Linked DNA regions of Anser cygnoides: region 2 is linked to region 1. Evidence: chromatin contacts called from public Hi-C data. All regions are on one chromosome and are shown on one strand. The core of a region is the stretch at or near the end of the contact, and the rest is flanking DNA. Distances in the headings are between cores, read along the strand shown.

Region 1 (7,453 bases), core at 1,715-4,214:
AGAGGTATAAAGTTCATATTCTGAATGAATATGATCCTTAGGTGAATTTTTTTTTCATTACTTGCAGTGCTTTTACAAATATCACCCTGTGAAAAACAGAATGGTATTCACCCAGATTTGCTCTTTGGTTTGATCTGTTTACCTTTCTTATCTTCCAAACTTTAGACTTGTACAAAAAGTAACTTTTTTCTCATACCAAAACAGTACTCACAGCAAAAAATATCCACTGCGTTTTGTTTGTCATTAATAGGATTTTTACTGTATCTGCTGAGCTTGGTAAGAGTTGTTGTAGTTTGGTCTGTCATTTTCCTTCATTGCATTTCACTTTGTATGACATGTTGACATTTTCTTTTGGAAAGAACAGATTCCCTTTGTTGCCTGTGTAGGGAGCAAGTGGTAGAGCTGTGAGTTGCTCGATCTTCTGAGTGAATAGAGGAGAAATTGTGTGTTTGTTACAGGTCAGAAATTGAGTGAAATAAAATAATTAAAGGGTGGCATTTTAATAACTTCAAATGGTACGGTTCTTAATGCTGAGTAGCCAAAGATACGGTATGTAATTACAGGCTGGAGAGTGGTGGTGGTTGTTTTTTTGGGGTGATATTTTTCCCTAAGCATCTTAGAAAAGGATCAATGGCTCTCTCACTCTGATAGCACCAGCTGAGCGAAAACAGTTTTTTTTTGTGGCCGCTGGGTGTTACTGGGTGCACAGGGATACAAGGCTAAATCTGTCAGGCTCTGCGAGTAGGAAAAGTGCTTACAGGTGCCCAGTGAGGGAAGCCCCACGGATAACACCTCCACAGCAGCACCGTGTGTCCTCCCTGCTGCCTTGGGATGAACGTGATGGTGGCTGAGATGCACAAGGGAAACGCCATTTCCCACCCAGCCCCCCTGCAGGGAAAGGGAAATGTTAACTAATACTTGAAAAAATAAAAGGACGACAAGGCCGCAGCTCAAAACCTGCAAATTTCTATTGCTGCGATAATGTATCCCTGGCATAATGGGGTTTGTGGAAGGAAACAAGGAGAGAGGGGCCCTTTCTGTCGCATTTTAGAGTGGAAGTTGCACGTGAAGCTTAAGTAGAAAGAAGACCCTGACGCTTTTTTCCCTTTAAATGAAGATTTGTACCGGGGACATTGCCCCAAGAAGGAAAAGGCAACCCAGATAAGTCACTCTGGTAAAGATAAATGTCTTACCTGAGGAGAATGCATCTCGGACATGAAGACAGCAGACTTGATGAAACAACTTAAAATCCTCACAACCAAGTGGCTGACCAGTAGTGATACACTTCACAACTAACTACACACGTAAAATTCGGAGCCTGAGAGCTGGTTTTTGGCTGCCTAAGGGAGCTGTCTGCTGGGTTTGAATGTTGTGAGGGTGAGGATCGCTCTGGGAGGTACAGGCCTGGACACTTGCTTACATTTGGCAGCATCCTCATCCTCCTGAGGTCTCTCTTGTGTCATGGGGCAAGCTCGTAGGTCAAGGAACAGCTCCTGCTCCTTTGGAGCTGTGCAGCTAGTCAAAAATAGGGAGCCTCCTCCTGAGGAGGAAGGAGGTTCAGCAAGGGAACAGTGGCCTCTGATGACAAGCAGAGGGAAGTGCAGGAGGCCACGCCAGCAGTGCAGATCAAATTCCCAAGGGGCTGTCCTCATCCTTCAGGCAAGTGGCCTAAAAATGTTTCTCACACGTGTCTGACACTGTAAAGAGAGCCTGAATCTAACGCAATGGTTTTTTTGCTTGCTATAACACGTAAGATCCAGGAACAAACAACGTTCACCTTCTTGAAAGAGAGCAGAATATTCTGAGCTTATAAACAAATTGGGAAGAGAGACACATTTGTGTTCCTCAGATTTTAATCCTGATCAGATAACAAATGCTTCCTCCATAGGAAAGCAAATTTATCTTTTTAGTACTGAATCACAGTAGAAGATTGCCTTTTGAAAAACTGCACCTCACTTTATTTAGTAGGACCTATACTAGGGTAGGATGTTCTCAAGTTTTCTTTCTAGCAAAGTTATTTGGTGAAATTTGTTTTGAGAAGTGTCATTGAGTTTACAGTCTGCGAAGTCCTTGGAAGGCTTTGTTTTAGAAACTCATGCATTAAGATAACATGCTCTCATGTTAATGTGAACTCGTCCCTTTTGATCTTGTTTGTGCTTCCGAAGCACTGCTGATTGTCATAGATTACCTAAATGTTACGGTTTATAGTTTGTCTTCTGAAGGGTGATGAGATTATGTCCGGCTCCTTGTGATACAGTGGTAGAGAGAGGAATGAGTGGGGGGTGTGTGTGTGTGTGTGTGCATACACGGCGTGCTTCTGTTCCTTGACTTCTAAGGGCATGCCAGCTACAACTGTTTTACCTGCAGCGTGTGTTTTGGATTGGCTCACCACCCAGAGGTTGCTGGCAGCAGCTAGATTTTTTTCAATGCTCCCGTAACACACAAAACGCAACGTTAGCATTCAGACACCCTTATTTCCCCCCCCCCCCCCCCCATTAAACGCTCCTCGCTGAGTGATGTTGGCAGGAGGACCCCCTCCGCCCCCCCGCCCCAAGCCATAGTTCACTTCGTGTCTGTTTCCTCCTGACTCCCTCTGCATGCGGTCAGCCTTGCAGGTCGCGAACGCGAGACTGCCAGCTGATGTGTTGTCCGATGGCTTTCGCAAGCGCTTCTGGTTTTGATCTTTCTGAGGAAGGAGACACCGAAAGCAACTCGTGTAAAGTACGGAGGGTGTTTGTAGCAGAGACATGGAAAGGTAGAAGGGTTAAATGTGACACGTTCCCTCGAAACGGTTTTGTGCTGCTAATTTGAATGCTCAGTAATAGAGATCTGCTGGATTGAGGGGTTACCCTTCACTAATAATGACTCATTGGCCTCCTTCCCAAGCTGCCTGAAGTGCTGCTCTCCCTAGTGGAAGTAATTTTGTCTTTGAAGTACTTTCCAGAGCTGTCAACTAATGTTCCACAGTTCCCAGAGGAAATAATAAGCCATGAGTGCATGTACACTGAAAAAGTAGAGGCTGAAATGAACTGTTCCTATAGGAGCCTGGCAGTCTGCTTCTCTGTGGAATTTAGCTTGTTTATACAATCTTATCTGGCTAAGCTTTGGTATTTCATCTGGCAGGCAATTCCTATGAAAAGCAGCTGTCCAAGCAATGGGAGTGGTGCTCCTGGTGGCTTTTTCAGAAGGTCTATAATTTCTTGTTTCATGTAAATTAAAGAAACACAATACTCTTTTGGCTGCAACCAGATGCTCTGAGCAGTTTGCTTTCCCTTATGAATAGTCCTTTAGGTATGCTGTGCTGTGGTGTGCTCTGTGACTTAACGACAGGATTCACGATGCCCACCAGGAAGGTATCATGTATTTTGGAAAGTCACAGGCTGACTACTGAATTGTCGAAGGGTATTTTCCTCAAAGATGTTAGCATCTATAACTCTGTAGATATGTTTTTAAAAGAAATTCTGATAGTAAAACATCCGTGCCTGGAAGTGAAAACCTCCTTCAATGAGTTTTACTGCTTCTGGACAAGTGGAGGTAGTTCCACCAATTAAAACAAAACAAAAAAAACCCCAGTGGTATCAAGAAATGAAGACAGCTGTAGCATGAATCTTCTCTAACAGAAAGGTTCTGATGGGTAAGTAGGTAGTGACAACTATTTATAAGAAAAGGGGGGAAATAAAAAAGCACAAATATTAAACAGGAAGGATGCAGCCGGAATACTTAAGGTTTTATATAACTTACTGTCAGAAAATAAAATGTACTGAAAAATGAAGCTTCTAGGGAGAAGAGGTGGAATCATCCTCCAGAAGAAGTGGAGGTGTTTTTTTGTGCAGCCTTGGGTTGTGGTTTCATGTATGACAGAACCGGAGGGCTGAGGATTCCTCCAGTTGTGGTAAATGTTCTTGTTTGCTTCTTCCTACAGGAACAGTATTTTCAGCAGGAAGCAAATTACGGACATAAGTAAAATTCAGGTCCAAGTCTTCCAGAGTTCGGTAGTTATCCATGATTATCCATCCAGTTCATAGCACATCTTGGTGTGAAAGCACTGCATTTTCTGTGAGGAAGTGCTCCATGCAGTCTGCCCCGTTCTAAGAAACGAAGACCATATTCAGCAACTAAAAGGCTAACTCTTCTGGTTGTTTTTTTTTTCTGTTTTTACTCTGACCTCATTCAAGACACAGGAATACATGACACCCTGTAAAATGGAAGGCTTTAAGTTCTTTCTGTTCAGATGCGCCATTTGATGGCACATCTCCTGCCAGTATGCGTACAGATTTATGTGGGCTTTTTGCTCTGCAGCAGCAGGAGAATTTGATACTGCAACAAGTGAAACATGAAAAACGAGCTCTGTCTGGTTCATATAGTTTATACTTGTCTTCGCTGAGATCAAACGGACCATTTTATTAGGGAAAAATGGCACTCCTGCCTGGAATCCTACGTGGCGAGGAAACTCAAAACCTAGTAACTGACCTTCATTAGAAGTGTGTCACTGTAAATTATGCTATGATACGGTTCCGTTTCGGTCTTACACATACCACCTGAATGGTTCATAACTAGAAAAAGGTGATAGACCACTGTGTGACCACCCTGTAGCTGTTAGAAGGCAGTGATGCTGGCTGACTTCTCCCAGTTCCCTGGGGAGCAAGGACATTTTTCTTTCGTTGTGCTTGGCATTGACGACGACTTTCTGCTGCCACAGCAACAGCTGATGTTAAACTTCGGTAGAGATGCTTGGCTTTACAGCATGGCAGCATGGAGAGGGGCAGTTTTGTTCCAGCAGGTCATCTTGAATGCAAGTAATGCAACAATACCTGTACTGTCAGGGAGCATGCATTCCGTACTTAAACTTCTAGAAAACAATTGGTATGTTTTCTTAAAAGCTCTCCACGTTAAGTACCATTTCTCCAATTGATAGTAGGTTTTAACAGTTCTACCTGTTAAAACTGGGCCTTCATCTTTTTATATGTAATCCTGTTTAGGATCAGAGCTGGAAACTAATGACTGACGATGTTCTAAAAACAAAAAAAAAAACGATCATCAACCGGACATAAACATAACTTTTTAACCTGCTCCAGACCTGAAAAACTGAATCCAAAAAATGGTCAGTGGTCCAACGCTGAAATTAGCCCATATGACTTGCAGTCTCTGCTTCTGCCTGGTTCGTGTTTGGAGGAAAAAGATAACATTTTTGTGGTAAGCTGGGCTCTTTCTTATTAAAGGAGGTGGCTGTTTTGAAGCTGCTCAGAGGTTAGGAATGCTGGCAGTCATCTGGGGAGACAGATTAGTGGGCTGAGCGCAGGTGAGGAGGTCACAGAAGCAAAACAAGGACCTCTTTTGTGCCATTGCCCTCGTGATTGTTCAGCCAAAGGAAGCTGCTTCAGAGATGAGCCACCTGTGTGTGTCAGGAGGACCATCGTGCCTCTCTGGCTTACCTGTGACATCCATTCTTTGTCACGACAAACCTGCATGCTGTGAGAATCAACACGCTGGGTAGTTCTTGTTAGTTTAAGGGGAACAAACCTGACAACAAGACCTTCCCAGGTGAACTATTTGATAAAACGTTTGCAAGTCAGTCTTAAGAGTCATCCAGTATTAATAGTCTAACATAAACAGAGTGGGAGAGAAGAGCAACCTAGGTACTTTCAGGGGAGAGACGGATCACTAGGGCTTTTTACTTGCAGTGCAATGAACTGCACTCGCTGATCTAATTTGCTGAGCCTTAAACACTTGCAGCTTTTGTTTTGAGTTTAGTTTTCTGTTACTGCAAGAGACAGTGTGAAACGCAAATTCACATGTAATTTTAATTCTACCATCTTAAGCTAAAAGTCTTAGGGCAAAGGCTGCCTCTGTTTTCAAGGTACAGAGCTACTGTTCAACAGTGCAATATGTATTTCAGGTGAAGAAGAATTTCAGTTCTAAATGTGAGCCCTTAAGTTGTTTTCATAGCCTTGTCACAGAAACCTGTCAGTGAGCTGTGAGAACACAGGGTGCAGTGTTGGAGGCAACGGTGATGAAAGACATCTCAGGCGGACCCATACTTTGTAAGAAAAAATGTTTGTTGCCAGCCTTCAAAATCGTCCGTCAAAACTTAATTGAAGTTTCACCTCCAGACGAATGTGGATGGTGGCCCTGTTGGTGAGGGGGTAGGAATACTGCCTGGCTCTGGCTGCTGTAGGTGGGCTGTACGTTCAAAAGAACTGGTGCTACGCTGATGAGGGTTAGCTGCAAGGACACAGGGAGCACAGCAGGGCCCGCACGCTTGGTAGAGCTCTGAACAATCTTTAGAGCAGAGGGGAGAGGTAGGTGTGTCCCTGAACGCTACAAAGTCATCCAGGAAGCTTTTCCTTCAGGATGACCTTCTAGAGGCCTTTTGGTGTCTTCAACATTGGTGTAGCCAGTGCAAAGAAGTTCCGGGAGAATGCAGAGATGGTCTTTCTGCAGTCTTTAAACATTTTTTCCATCCCAAAGGACTACTGTAGGATCACAGAATGATTTAGTCTGGAAGGGACCTCTAGAGGCCAGTCGATCCAACACCCTGCTGAAAGCAGGCTCGGTTAGATCAGGCTGTGGTTTAGCCCTTTTTTTTCTGTGTTCTGTAAGAGGGTGCAACGTGATGCCACATAATTGAGAACTGTCAATGATACGCCTCGAAAGCTGACTTGAAGATGAGACCTTGCAAGAAGAATGTAATTATAGGCTTGTTTTTTGCTAACACGTTTTTTTCAACCTTTATCGGATAGAGAGATTATTTGACTTTCTCAAACATTGTTATGCAGGGTTAACTTGAAGGAGAGAAATTTCTTAGCGGCACTTTTGTAAGCTGATTGTACTTCTGTATTTTACTGCTTTCTTCAACGGCAGAATAAACTGAAAGTCTTCATTTTTGTCTGAAGAGTGTTAGCATGTTTAAACTCCTGGTGAAATGTTTTTCCAGCTAGTGCATGCTTCATGTTTAAAATATGCACAGTATTTTTAATGTGAACTGCAGTGACACATTTTGTACACTAGCTACTTCATAACCATTTTAAGTGTTTTTCATGCAAAGTGCAACTTGAGTTTCTTCTTTCAATCCTTAGCGTATGGGCGAGGCAACAGAGCAGTCTCCTTCTCCCTGCTTTTATTTCTACCACGCCACTTCCACAAAACTTTTTGGAACTTGGCACTTAAGCACTTTTTATTTCTGTGAAATTCATGTGAAATAAATTAAAATATTCCAAGGAGAAGAGTGCAGTACTGAGAGACACATATTAACCTAAATCCCTTAGTGAAACAGGGTAGGCTAAAAGCACACATCCAACTACTCTCTCATACCCTGCTTTCTTGTTTGTACCTAAGGTCTGCTATCAGTTAAGCCTGTGCTGGTTATTGAAATATTCTTTGATTCAGACTTCCAGGTTAGGAATGTGTATAACGCTTTTTTTTTTTTTTGCACATTTGACAAGTATAAAATTAC
Region 2 (7,453 bases), core at 3,202-5,701, 320 kb before region 1:
TGTGACTCGAATGTCAGTCTGACACCCGCTGTCGGCAACAGAAATCTTTCCATCAGCTTCAGCAGGAATAGGATCATGCTACAGACCGCATCATAACATTGTTCACATCATGCTCCTAAGGAAAAAAGATTGAGATTCATCAGTGCTAAAGCCCCAGTCCAAGTGGCAGAGAAGATAGCAGGGAGGACATTCAGCATTTGAGACTACAAGTAGCCTACCTTATGGCAGCGTGTGCGGCTTGGCACCAGCTCACCTTGACATCTGCCTGATCTGCAGGAGAAGACAGGATTTGGGCTGAGAAGGAGGATGAGGGCAGCAGAAAGGCTGGAAAACGGGAATACAACAGAGTATGTGTCGACACAGGGTGTGAGGTGTCCTGCTAATATAGAGACCTGTGAGAGGTGGTCAGAAGTTCTTTGCAAGCTACTTCTTATAATTTATGGTTAATCCTGAAACATGAACATGCAGTTCTGAGGACATCCCCCTCCTCCCCCAATCACCACCTTTTTCTGTCTCAAATGTCTTCCTGCTGTGTCTTCTGATGTCCCTAGTTCTCTCCTGCTCTGCTGCTGTCAGTTAAGTGTAAGCTCTGGATGCTGCTATGCTCCCTGCAGCAGTTTAACTGGTACATGATCCAACCCACTTTTCTCATCAGCATTTTTGTCACACCAGAAACTACAGTAGCTTGAACAATTTTTAGAGGAAAAAAATGTCTACAAGCAAACCACAGATCCCATTTCTGTGGCAGGCAAGTTGGTTATCCTTTGAATGACTTATTTTAAAATGACTTCCTGGGCCTGCTCTGGTGGAAGAAAATGTAACCTCCTTCCTTTTCAGTAGGCCTGCTGCATGCACAATATGCAAATGCTACGTGACTACTGTAGTGTGATCCTAGCTAGGACACCAAACTGTGATCATTTTCACCACTGCAGGTAACGTGAGATTAGGAGAGCCCACTGACAGACATAGCAATGATGGCTCAGGAGCAGCTCGGGATAAGAGCTGCACCTCAGGGTTACAGGAATACCACTGAGCTCAAACCCAGCTCCGTCTGCCTCAGCCACCCCAGTTTCACTTGGGAACCTCTCTTCTTCTCAGCTGTGCTGATGTGTCTCTGTCGGGGGTGGTGTGGCTTTTCCTTTAAGCTGTAGAGGAGAATCTCTGTTTGGGAGGCCCTGGGAGCCAAATGTTTGGGACCCCTGGGGAGGTGGTCCAGGCTTCTCTGCTCCGGGAGGTGGAAACATCCTTCTTTTCACAGGGCTTGCTGGTGTTGCAATAGCGCCAGTATCCAGGCATCACTACAGCTGCAGGAGCAAGAGGCAGCAGCTTGCCTGAACGACCATTTCCTGCCTCCTCTCTGGGGAATAAGGAATGGGAAACGATGCAATCTGCTGATTGAATCTGACCTCGGGGTCATTAACCCACCCAAATTTAGTCTGTACCTTTCCTCCCTTGAACCAGGTCCAGTCTTCTGCGCTCCCAAAAAGGAATTATACAGTAGCCTTAGCAGTGCTACTCCATTAGCCTGTTATGCCGGTGATTAAACAACAAAACAGAACAGAAAAAACACTGCCTGCTACCATCATTCTTTTTGTTGTTTTTGTCTTTATTTTTCTGTACATATCCTGGCTTTCCTGTGCTGGTCATCTCATGTGAAAGGAAGCAGGGATGGAGGGGTGCTCGCAGTATCCAGCAGCATGCTGCAGGCAGGCAGGCCTGGAAGGAGCACATCGCTTCTGCGGCTGGTGCACACTGAGAGGCCTACGGTTGTCTGGCAGGAGCCAGGGAAGCAAGGTCCGTGCTTCAAATACTGTTTCAGAGAGAAATGAGGTAATGAAACTGCTCCTGCTTCATGTATGAGCTGTCATAGATACGAAAATGTACATTTTTGCAGAGCAAGTGAATAATGATCGAAGAGAAGGTATCTTTTTTTTGGAAGTTTTAGTCAAACACAGGGCGTTAGACTCAATACAGCAGTAACTGCATGAAATTACATATCCTTTCTTATGCAGACCTAATAATCTGATTTTTCCCTCCTGGGTATTAGAAAAGACGTGAACTTCTGAATTCCTTATTTTTTTTGTTTTTGTTTTGTTTTTGTTTTCTGCCCAATATTCCTCAGTCGGAAGTAAGCTTGCTTATGTGCAGCAAGCAAAAAATGCAGTTTTTATGCTGAGCTATGAGGAAAGACTGTCAGGGAGGAAGAAGTCAGCAGGTATTCTGCAGAGAAAGGAAAAGGATGCAGATCCAGTGAAGAAAAGGGAACAGAGGACCATCAACAAACAGGTATAGAGCTCTCTTTCTATACACATATATGCCCAGGTAAGGTTTGACTGGCAGTGCTGTGCGTTAAAAGCACACAGCTTCTTTTACTAATATACCCTATATTTACTGTTTGTTTATTTTCTTTAAAGAATGTCCCTATTTGCTTCATGTAGTTAAACAACAAAAAGGAAAGGCAGCAATTTTGTAGCTATATCTGTAGTAATTGTATCTATGTTGGTAAAATAATCACTAAAATTATTCAGAGAGCTGGTTGTTGCTGTAGGGAATCATAAAATTGTTTCACAAGTCGCAACAATTTCAAACTGCTAGTCATATTTCTTTTGAAGACCAGGGCATGTGTAGTCCCTGAGATGCACAGAGCAACAGCACAGCATTTTACCAGGAAAATTAAGTCATCTTCTTGGATTTGTGCTGTTGCTCTCATTGAATGCATTTCAGGCGTCTTAAATAGGCATAAATGACTTTGATCTTCCAGATCCGTCACTCACTTGTAGAGTGCCTGAAATATGAGGTTTATGCAGTAATCCACCCCTTCAGGATGCAGGACGACCAATCACAGTCCTGCTGCAGTGAAAATGATCTTCTCATTGAAACTGTGCATCGCTACCAGAAGCAAGCCTAAGTATTTCCAGAGCTGTCTAGCCTCTTCCTCTCTTCTCATCCAATAAGCTTCTTTCTGTCCTTATTTTTATAGGCGCAATTAGGCAGCTCACGTGCTGTGTTTCTATAACGCGTCTGTTACACATAACAAAAATGCTCAACGGCACAGTGCAACAAGCAAAACACCGCTATTTGTGGTTTTTTCTTTGATCCTGGGGAAGGAGGCATACTTCTGGTTTCCTTCAGTCTAGCATAAGCCCAGATTCTTGCCTTTCCCCTCACAAGGCATTTGCTAAACAACCTGTAACAAGGGCATCACCTTAGAACAGGTGACATCCCTGTGGAGACAAGGTGGGGGAGTGCAGAAGAGACAGATGAGCTCTGGATCAGAGTTTATCCTTCACCAGGGTTTAAAGCGATCCGGCCTTGGCGATCTCTTTCCCAGGCAGCAGGAAACGAGGGCTGACTTGATGGTTACAACCACTCCCTTTACAACGTCGATCTTTTTTTTTTTAAAGAAACACACAAGAAGGAGAACTCCTGTGGGGCAAGGCCAGAGGGTGCATCTGCTGAAGGACGAGGACCTATTGAGGGGGGCCAGCATCGAGACCCTGAGACCTCGTTGCCGTAGGTGGTTCTGCATGGCTCCTGCGCTGAGTGATGCTGGCCGGAGAGGCCACGTCCACGGAGCACCACGTCCTGCGGGACCTCACGGTGGACGAGCGCAGGCTGCAAACATCTTCGCTTGGTGCTGTAGCCGTGTTGCAATGCTTCCTCTTGGCGCCCAGGGTTTAAGGCGACAGCCAGCACCAGCGCAGCCAAACTGTGGAAAAGGAGATGGATCACCCATGCGAGAGGCCTCCTGCGAGCCACTGCCAAGGACCGTGCAGCTCAGCCCTCGTGCCGCTGGCGCAGTTATTTATTTACCTGCGCTCAGGTCGTGCCCGGGCTGTCACCACGGCCCCCTGAGCCCCTCAGTACGGCCAAGGCCTCAACGGCGACCCCCCTCAGGCCCCAGACCCTCCCTGGAGGCAGAAGGAGGCGGAGAGCAGGGACCAGAGCGGAGCCTGGGGGCTGGAGGCCCTCGGGGGCCGCACCATGGCCGCTCTCCCCGGGGGCCGTGGATGCGGGTGGGAGCGGCGGCGGCCGGCAGGTGGCCCCCGTGGCCGCCCTCCCCTCACCCAGGGGGGCTGGGGGGGGCTGCATTTCCCTGCCTTCCCCTGCCCTGCCGGCCGTGGGCGCCACGGCTCCCCTCTTGGGAGGTGCGGAGGCCGGGGGAGGGCACCCTCCCTCCCTCCATCCATCCCTCCCTCCTTCTCCATCTCCCTGCCTGCCGCGGCGGCGGCGAGGGGGAAGGAGGGCGGGCAGCCCCCGCCCGGCTCCCTCCTTCTCCTCCCTCCTTCCCTCCCTCCCTGCCTGCCAGCCTCGGGGCTGGCTTCCTCCCCGGGAAATGCCCCTCCCGGCCGATCTCTGAACATCCCCCCCCCCCCCCCTTTTCCCTCCGCCCTCGCACGGCACCCCGGCGCGGGGCCGGCCCCCCCCCCCCCCTTCCTCCTCCTCCTCCTCCTCCTCCTCCTCCCCCGCCCCGCGGCTCGCATGCTCGCCCGGCCCTGCGGAGGGGCGGCCAGCCGCTGAAGCAGCCCCGCCGCCCGGCATGGCCGAGGAGAGCTCCGAGCTCCCCCGGGAGCTGATAGGTGAGGGCCGGGGCCTGCCGGGCGGGGGGCACCGGGGGGGCTCGGGGGGGGCTGCGGGCTCCCCGGGGGACGGGAGGGCCGGGGGGCGAGGCCCCGCTGCTGCCTGCGGGGACCCGCGCCGTGGGGGGCTCCGGGGGCGCTCTGCAGCGGGGGTGCAGGGTATTGGGGGTCTTGGGGTGCCCCCGGGGCACGGACACGCGTGGGGAAGGGCCGGCAGCAGCCCTGCTGTCAGCCGGGGCCGAGGCTCCGAGCTGCGCCCTGGGGGAGTTTACATGATGTGTTTTTTTTTTTTCCCCCCTCCCACCCCACTGGGCTTGTTTAAAACTCTTTTTTTTTTTCGTGTGTGCGCACGTCTGAGAGGCTATTTGTAATTAAAGTTTCATGGCTGCGTGCGGTGACCCCCCCTGCCCCCCCCCCCCCCCCCCCCCATGTTCCACGGTCTCCGCTTAAGCAACGCTGGCTGATGGCGAGGACCTCCTGAAAATGCTGTCATCGCTGCTTGGGAGCTTTCAGTAAACGGTGGTACGGGCTGCTGGCAACCGGTGTCATTTGGGGATAACAGGTCTGATGCTTTAGGATCCAGCTGCCCTGCTCAGGCCGGGCGTCCTCTGCTTTTAGATACCGGGTTGCCTGTTGAAGGGCAATACGAAGCTCTCACCTACGCTGGAATTAATTTAAAGTATTGCCTTAGTGACAGATGGAAACAGGTTTGTCATGCAGCCAGGTACATGTTGCACTGAATACAGTTCTTACAAACATCACCTAGTTCATTTACACTGTTGCTTTGCCTTTGATTGCTTCAGGCAGTGCTTTTGCTGGGAATTAGTTTTAATGTTTATAAAATATCGGAAAAAATCTGGATGGCAAGTTGCATTTGTCACAGATTTTTTTTTCCTCTATATAGAAAAAAAATGCTTTATTTTGTGCTCTTTCAACATGTAAACCATGGGGGTTACTAGCGTTAGCGTATAGCCTGGCTACTGAGAAGTGATGAGCTATGGTCAAAGCTGATTTTTTTCTTCTTTTTAATACATTTGAGATACTAATACACGATAGTAAGTGTTGTGCATCTGCACTGTACCCTACTATACCGTAGGTGGGGTGTAGTGCATGTTAAGGAGAAAGGCAAAGCTGAACATCCCAACGCATCCCATCCTCTGGTGGCTTTGGACAATTTTAAGAAATGCCTCCCCCCCACCCCAATCCTGGCGCCCTGTGCCCACCCACCGCACTCTGTCAGAGCCCTCTGGGGGCTTGTGGGCCCGTTCAAGTGGGTTGGTTTGATTTCTCCCAGCGTTTTGGCATCTGCATGTTAAAATGTAACCTGATAAACAGACTTTTTGGAATAACCCTATGCTTTGGGAACAGGACGGAAGGATGTGCCTCAAACCGTAGTGATTACAGCGTGGAGATTAAACCGGGAGTGAGAATGGCAGAACTGCAGGTTTTTGTTGTTACTCACTTCCTGCATGACCTTTGCTAGGTCAGGAGGTTTGTAGTCTTAAAAAAATAAAAAAAATAAAAAAAAATCCCTATATTAATGTTGGCTTACCTGGATCTGCACCCCAAAGGTGCTGGTGTTTGAATGTAGGCACTCATAGCCACAGGTATTAAAAATGAGTACGTGAAAATTAGAGCCATAACTTTGTGCTCCTTAATCTGACAAACTACTTTGCAAGTCTATCTGCCGCCAGTGTGTGCGGAGGAGCCCTCAGTCACACGGGAGAAACCCGTGAAGCTGAAATCTTAATTTTGTACAGAAACGTCCCCAGCCCTTCCAGGCAGGTGCAGCCATAGAGCGAGCTGGCGTCCTGGTGCCTGGCCGAGCCACAGGTCCCAGGCCTCTCCCCAGCCACGCCAGGGCTGCCGACCTGCGGTCCTTTTCATCGCTGCTGCGTGGCACCTGTGGTGCCACGGTGAGGGAAGCGGGACTTGCTCCCCGGAGGAGGAAATCCCCTGCTTGCCAGAGAGGAGAAACCAAAAGGCAGAGGCTGGGGGCGGAGGTACAGGAGCAGTGACCGCTGCAGCACCTTTCCTTCCGTGAGGAGAGCGGGCTTTCCTTTATGAAAAGGGCTGTGTGGTCAGCTTGCTCCTCAGCTCCCACCCAGGGGCTGACAGAGCAGGACCGGGCGTTATTCGTGCAAGAGGAAGCCTTGGAAAAACAGCTCGCCTCGGGAGGGAGGACGGGGCTGGACTTTCCCCCGGGCCCTGCTTACCTGGCTGCTCGGGGAGCTGGCTGCCTGGCTCCCTACCAAGCAGTTGCCCTGGGAGCCGGGCGCGCTGGCAGCCTGCCACAGGGCTGCCACCGCTCGGGGCGGCCTTCGCCGGGCTCGCTCGCTGCTGCCCAGGAGCTTTTGTTTCCTGAGAGGAAAATTGAAATTCCTGGGGAAAAAAAAAAATAAAAAAAAAATTCCGATTTTGCAGAAGGAACGCTTTCTGGCGGAGAGTCGCACTGACCGGGCGTATTTGTGACCCGCGCGCCCTTCTGCCTTGCAGGCAGAGCTCCTAGGCTGGAGAAATGATGCGTTGCCTGAACGAACGCGTTCAGGCGAACAGATGAAAATTGTGTGGAAAAAGTAGTATTCTGTAATTAAAAGCCTTACGAAGAGCCTATTATCTTCGGTTTTAGCCTTTAAACTTTAGTCTGCACAAGGGCGAAGTGTGTGCGTCTGGGGAGGGTGGAGACTTGCCATTTAAAGGTTCCAGTAGTGGTGCGGGAAATAGGTTAATGTGTTTAAAAGATTTCTTCCTCAGCCCTTGTCTGGGAGGGCTGGGGAGCAAAATGTGCGGAAGGTGCCAAATTGGCTCATCCAGATGAGTTCCTCTGTTTATCTACCGCTTACATCAGTTGTATAAGCTTTCTGACACGATTC

The links. Hi-C and Micro-C count contacts between places; a contact is called where the count stands out from the background.
Region 2: a contact with region 1 is called in a Hi-C map of granulosa cells, with 3 times the contacts expected there. The contact joins the promoter of CARMIL1 here to the enhancer-like site in region 1. A contact is called at or near these places in 4 of 7 Hi-C or Micro-C datasets (granulosa cells and liver).

Annotation. Positions count from the first base shown.
Region 1 is chr2:99,779,087-99,786,539 of Taihu_goose_T2T_genome, reverse strand. All of the region lies in intron 2 of PARD6G (par-6 family cell polarity regulator gamma), which reads left to right. Among named protein-coding and RNA genes, the nearest start is that of BLOC1S4, 8.0 kb to the right of the region's middle. Within about 2 kb of position 2,964, at least 2 of the 3 cell types and tissues checked have open chromatin away from gene starts, as enhancers often do.
Region 2 is chr2:100,096,503-100,103,955 of Taihu_goose_T2T_genome, reverse strand. CARMIL1 (capping protein regulator and myosin 1 linker 1) reads left to right here and starts at 4,451. Exons shown (of 37, transcript XM_066992706.1): 1 at 4,451-4,580. The coding sequence starts at 4,541.